2 separate regions of the Mus musculus genome follow, and region 1 is linked to region 2. The links are chromatin contacts, called in public HiChIP or PLAC-seq maps. All regions are on one chromosome and are shown on one strand. Each heading gives the region's core, a stretch centred on a gene start, on an enhancer-like site or on the middle of the called end of the contact. The rest is flanking DNA. Distances are from core to core; before and after follow the strand shown. Region 1 has its middle 13 kb from the start of Prrc2b. Region 2 holds the start of Lamc3 (laminin gamma 3).

The links. HiChIP or PLAC-seq counts read pairs in DNA pulled down with a chosen protein or histone mark.
Region 1: a contact with region 2 is called in an H3K4me3 HiChIP or PLAC-seq map of embryonic stem cells, with 12 read pairs. The contact joins the enhancer-like site here to the promoter of Lamc3 in region 2. A contact is called at or near these places in 2 of 39 promoter capture datasets (hippocampal neurons and stem cell-derived epiblast-like cells), 3 of 484 Hi-C or Micro-C datasets (the AML12 cell line and embryonic stem cells) and 5 of 115 datasets of contacts at active chromatin or transcription factors (Th17 cells, embryonic stem cells, fetal liver and 1 more).

The regions. Positions count from the first base shown.
Region 1 is chr2:32,136,700-32,139,420 of GRCm38.p6, forward strand. No RefSeq gene overlaps it. Among named protein-coding and RNA genes, the nearest start is that of Prrc2b, 13 kb to the right of the region's middle. Within about 2 kb of position 1,297, at least 336 of the 459 cell types and tissues checked have an H3K27ac peak or open chromatin away from gene starts, as enhancers often do. A contact at or near this core is called in the AML12 cell line, Th17 cells, embryonic stem cells and 2 more, where this site is marked.
Region 2 is chr2:31,885,821-31,888,854 of GRCm38.p6, forward strand. It overlaps Lamc3 (laminin gamma 3), which reads left to right and starts at 1,461. Exons shown (of 28, transcript NM_011836.4): 1 at 1,461-1,923. The coding sequence starts at 1,524.

The sequences.
Region 1 (2,721 bases), core at 47-2,546, 250 kb after region 2:
GTTGAGCCATCTTCCAGCCTTCAGTCTGCTTCTTAAGAGATCCAAATGCTGTCGAGTTTATCGTTAGTCCCTTAGCTCATGGTCCCTTCCTCATGTCCCAAGAGCACAACCATCAATCACCTCTGCAACTGTTGTCAGCCCCAAGGATTCCACTGTATTTGCTGGGATCCTTAGTCACACCCGCCCATTCCCCACGCAGGTCCAGTAACAACACACATGAGCTGGGGACTAATGAGGGTGGGTACATCTTTCTGGTCACAGCTGTTATAAACTTTTGTGTACAAGTATTCTCATTTCTCTGAGGACAGTTGGTCCACTTTGACAAATTTATAACTTTTTGTTTGTTTGTTTGTTTGGTTTTTGAGACAGGGTTTCTCTGTATCCCTGGCTGTCCTGGAACTCATTTTGTTGACCAGGCTGGCCTCGAACTCAGAAATCCTCCCTCTGCCTCCCAAATGCTGGGATTAAAGGCGTGTGCCACCACCGCCCAGCTAATTTATAACATTTCTGCATGAACTCCTGGAGGCCACAGGCGACCTTACATGCCTTCCTAATAGCTCTCCACTTTTATTATTATTTTGTGGTTTTGTTAGATATGTATTTGATGTGCATGAGTATTTTGTCTGCACGTATACATGTGCCTCATGTTCATACCTGGTGTTTTTTTTAAGTCAGAACCAGGACAAACAAGACTATAGAGAGGATTTTGCCTTGGAAAAACAAAAAACCAAACAAGATCAATAACAAAATGTGGTTGGGTACGATTCGCTTTCTACAGGCCTCAGAACTTCAGACCAACTTTGCAAAGCCTTTGGCTGGTTACACTTCCCCTGAAGTTCCTCTCCTGCCACCAGAGACCGGTTAATAAGGCCGCCCAGCAACTGGCCTTTGACTAGTGGTGGCTAAGGAAAGAGTTCGGTGGGAAAACGGCTAGCCATGAAGGCAGGAGGACGTGATTTCAATCTCCAGCACCATGCGTGGTGGAAAACCGCAGAGCTGGAAAGGCGGAGACAGGAGGATGACTTCAGCAGCTCGCTGCCCAGACAGAGCGTGACTTGAGTGAGAAACCCCGTCTCTGAAACACAAGACAGACAGCCCGGTGTTCTGTATCTGCAGGGGACTGACTGCTCCTAGCTGCTTACTAAGTTACCAAGCCTGGGTTCCAAACTCGAGGAAACCCGCTGCGGCCGGATCCCGGGCGACCCGGACCGCACAGCAGCCAATAACAACCGGGCGCTGCCAGCCCCACAATCTGCCGGACGTCGCAGTACGGATGACCTCACAGCGCGTCGCGGAATCTCAGCCAATCGGAGCAAATTTCTGGGAGAGAGGCAGAAACTTCACCCAATCGCTTACCCCCGACCATAGCTCGTCCAATCACAATGCGAGACAGTAAACCCCTGCCCCTCCCCCCCAAAAAAAAACAAGAGGGGGAAAGGAAAGGGATGCGGCTATAAGGCCCCACCCTCTACCCCGCGATAACACGGATCTGCGCATGCGCGGGAACGCTGAGGCGTTGCAGGCTGTGCTATTCCTGGGTTTGATGACCCGTCTGTAGTACACTGCATGAAATATATATATATATATATATATATATATATATATATATATATATATTTTTTTTTTTTTTTGTTTTGTTTTGTTTTCTGAGACAGAGTCTAGTAAAGCCTAGGCTGGCTTTGAACTCCTTGTGTGTACGAGGATCTTGAACTGATCTTTTTGCCTCCTCCCCTTGAGTTCTGAGATTACAAGCGAGCATCACCACACCCTCTAGAATGTGATTCTTTGAAAATTCATCCACTCTATGAGCGTTAGTTTAAATAGGACAAAAACGCTTAGGGCATTAATCCACTTAGCGAGCACTGCAACAGATGCCCGCTTGGTTCTTTGAGGAAGTCAGAACAATATGAAATTGTACTAATATGGATTTACATGGATTGACCCTCAGCTGAGATAAGGGTCCCTGGTCAGTCTGTATGCTGCATATTACTGAAGTGGTTTTTTTGGTTTTGTTTTTTTTAGATCAGATAATCAGAAATAAAAAGATCATGTTTCCCTCTTTTACCCCAGAGGGTCCTTTTGTACCCTCCCCCGGGGTAGCAGCACTTCACTCTGCAGACTTTCCTTTTATTGTCTGTAGAGAGGCAGGCGCCTGGCAAATGTGTGTGTAAGCCCTGGAGACAGATTGCCTGGGTTGAGGCCAGGCCCTGAACATACATTCTTAGCTATTTCAAGCAAGGCATGTAACCCTTTCATACAATATCTTCTTTAGAATGAAGGTATAAACAGAAGCTGTCTCTAGATTCTTGTGAAGATCAAGTGAGTTTGTATCAACATGTTCAGAATGATGCCTAACCCATAATAAGCAATGAACATGGACATCACAACACTATCTCCTCCTCCCCCAGTGCACACCACCAGACTGCTATCTCCAGTCTCCTAAGCAGTTAAGTGAGGACCAAGGGAGGGAAATCAGAAAATCTGACAGTGGTAATTTGGAGATAGGTACCCATGGGGAACACCAGCAAGCTGAGTCCGGAGGGGTGGGTAGGACACACCCATGCGAAGGGAGTTAACAGGAAATGGGAAGGATTCACACCATCAGAGGTCCAGAGGTGAGGAAAAGCCTTGTGGGTAAAAAGGAAACAGGGAAGAAATGAGGCTAAAGAAGTCAATAAGGGCCAGAAACATTGCAGCCGCCTGGCCCGAGACTTAGCCAAA
Region 2 (3,034 bases), core at 211-2,710:
GTTGAGCAGCACATATTGCCCCGATGCTTAGAAATTTCTGTTGTATGTGCTCAGTGGAAGGTTGGAGGGACCTCAGAGGCTGCCACACAGAACACTGTTCCCAGGGAAGCCACTGTCACTACAGTACAGCTGGTGCTGACTGCAGCAGAGGTGTGTGTGTGTGTGTGTGTGTGTGCTCGTGTGCACATGCGTGCACCATTAGGGCTATGGTTAGCACACAGGGATCTCAACACAGGCTATAGAAGTGAAATATGTAGAGAAACCTTCTTTCTCTGGGACCTCATGTATACCAGAATATTCGTCCAGAAGGACAGAAGCTAGCTCCAGGGACCCTGGCTGCAAAGGCAGATAGAAGGAGAAGATTCGGGGGCAGTCTTAGTGAGACAAGGTGTGGGCTCTGCCACAGCCCCATGGGTGATACAGAAGGGGCCCAGATATCATGTGACTAATGGCTTCTGTGTTGTGCAGTGTGGGTCTCTCGCCTACTCAGTCTCTCAAGGAAATCAATAGAAGCCTTGTAGGTTGAATTGAGACAGTATCTAAGGACCTCACCCAAGCTGAGCCCTTGATTAAGAGATATTAGGGGTGCAGGAGTCTGCTCTGCAGACAGAGGCAAAGAACATGGGCCTCCTTGGTGGTCCGCGTCCACAGCAACAGGAGTCCATTTTCATCCCAAACTTGCCTTTGTCCTCCTCTCAAGGTGTCCTTGTGATCCTGTATCTAGCTAGCAGTGTAAGGAAGGAGGCCCCAGAGGGGGCTAGCACAAGGCTCCCTACCACAATTTGCCCTGTACCCCTGACTACCCATGCCAGACCCCAAGAGAACCACTTCCTTAACCCTGATCATAACTTTCATGCAGGGTTGGAGTCTTACTGGATCTATCCAACCGTGGCTGTGGGAATCTGACGGTGTCCCGCTCCCATGGGATCATTTTGTTTTACTGTCTACAAGGGCCAGAAGGTGCCTTGGGAAGGACATTAGTTTGGTGGAGAGAAGGGGAGGCCTCTGTTGATAAGAGGAAGCCTTTTGATAAATCCCAGGTGACAATATCTGCTTTGGGAGGAGACGCCAGGAGCGCAACACTTTTGACAGAGAACACTGGACAGGTACGGAGGAAAACTGCCAAAGGTCATTCTGTCAGGTGAAGACCTGCGCTTGTCTTGCCTTTCAGCTCAGGAAGGTACACAAGTGCAGAGCTTCCATAGAAGAGCCGCATTAGCAGAATAACTTGGTGTCTCTACCGAGACCATTTTGCAGGGAGGACTGTGGAGCCAGGTTCACAGTTCCCGAGTCCACGACCCAGCCAGAACAAGCAGGCACTCCCAGGCACGTCCAGCAGGTGGGGGTGAGCACGAAGGGACGGAGCTCGGATGGTGGGGTGTCGCCTGCATGGGTCCCGCCCTCAGATGCCGTCGGGTTCCGCCTGCAGGGGAGGACTCCAGGGGCCAGTGGAGCGCAGAGGGGCTAAGCGCAGACCGCAGCGTAGAGTGGATCCCGGAGCAGTGCAGAGCGGGGCGAGGACCATGGCTGTATCCAGGGTCCTGTCCCTCCTGGCAACGGTGGCATCGATGGCGCTGGTGATTCAGGAGACACACTTCGCGGCAGGCGCGGACATGGGCTCTTGCTACGACGGTGTGGGACGCGCACAGCGCTGTCTGCCTGAGTTCGAGAACGCGGCGTTCGGCCGACGCGCCGAGGCCTCCCACACGTGCGGACGGCCCCCGGAGGACTTCTGTCCACACGTGGGGGCACCAGGGGCTGGGCTACAGTGCCAGCGCTGCGACGATGCTGACCCCGGACGACGCCACGACGCCTCCTACCTCACAGACTTCCACAGCCCCGATGACAGCACCTGGTGGCAGAGCCCATCCATGGCCTTCGGGGTGCAGTACCCCACCTCTGTTAACCTGACCTTGAGCTTAGGTAAGCATGCACCCTGTCACCTTATATCCAAACCATGGAGGCCCAGGCAGAGGGCTGTGCACGCTGGGGCAGACTGCAGCACCCCACGGGTAAGGAGTCAGAACCTGCAAGCCCTGGGTAGCAAGAGGTCAGCCCAGGGGGCTCCCCTAAGGGCTTGGGGGAGCAGAAGGCTCCCCTCAGCTGTGGAACTGGGTACAGCAACAATTCCCTGGAAGAACTGTTAAGGAAGGTGGGGGTCATACTTCCATGATGATCTATCTGATCCATCCTCTAAGACCCGAACTTGTAATCCGGTCAGCTTCGATGCCCTGTGGACGGACCTCTGACGCTGTGAGCAGTTTGGGAATGGGCGTTAGGGCAGTTGCCACCAAATGTGAATGCTGTAGTACCCTGGGCAGGACAGCCAGTTTCTTCCTGCCACTGGATAGCCAGCCTGGGCGTTTCGAGTGGCCCCTCCGCATTGTTCTTGATTGCTCCACCCAGACTGAGGCAAGATGAGGGAGCACAAGGCCCTTGAGGCTGGGAACCCAGGGGTCCACTTCTACCTTGAAACTGGACTATTCTCTACCCACTCCAAGTTCAGATGAGCCCAGCGATCTCCTCAGGTTCCTTGCTATGTCCTGAATACTGTGTAAATCTTCCAAAGGTTTGATAACTTGGATTTGGTATTTTCATAACTCATTTTGACACTAAACGTGACCTGAGGCGATTTCTAACCTTGGTGTATCCTAGTAAGGGCCAATATTCATACATTTTGTTACTGGATCTCATTTGAGAGCAGCTTACAGCCGCAGAATGAAGCCTGTGAGCTAAGCACTCTTCCCCTGAGCTACATACATCCTCAGCACGCCTCTGAAAGTCCAAGGTACATCAGGAGCAGAGTTTGGATAACATCTAATGAAACTATGCCCCAGTGAAAAGCTGGAGGCTCAGAGAGGTTAAGTGCTTTGTGCAGAGACACACAGCTGCTAAATGACAGTCAGGACCCACACATTCCTGTGCAATGGAGGTCAGAATATAAACTTGGCATGTGCTGTACCACCCACGACTACACTGGCTCTTCCTAGCCATGGGTGGCAAAGCCCTGGCACCACAGCTTTGTCCTCAGAAA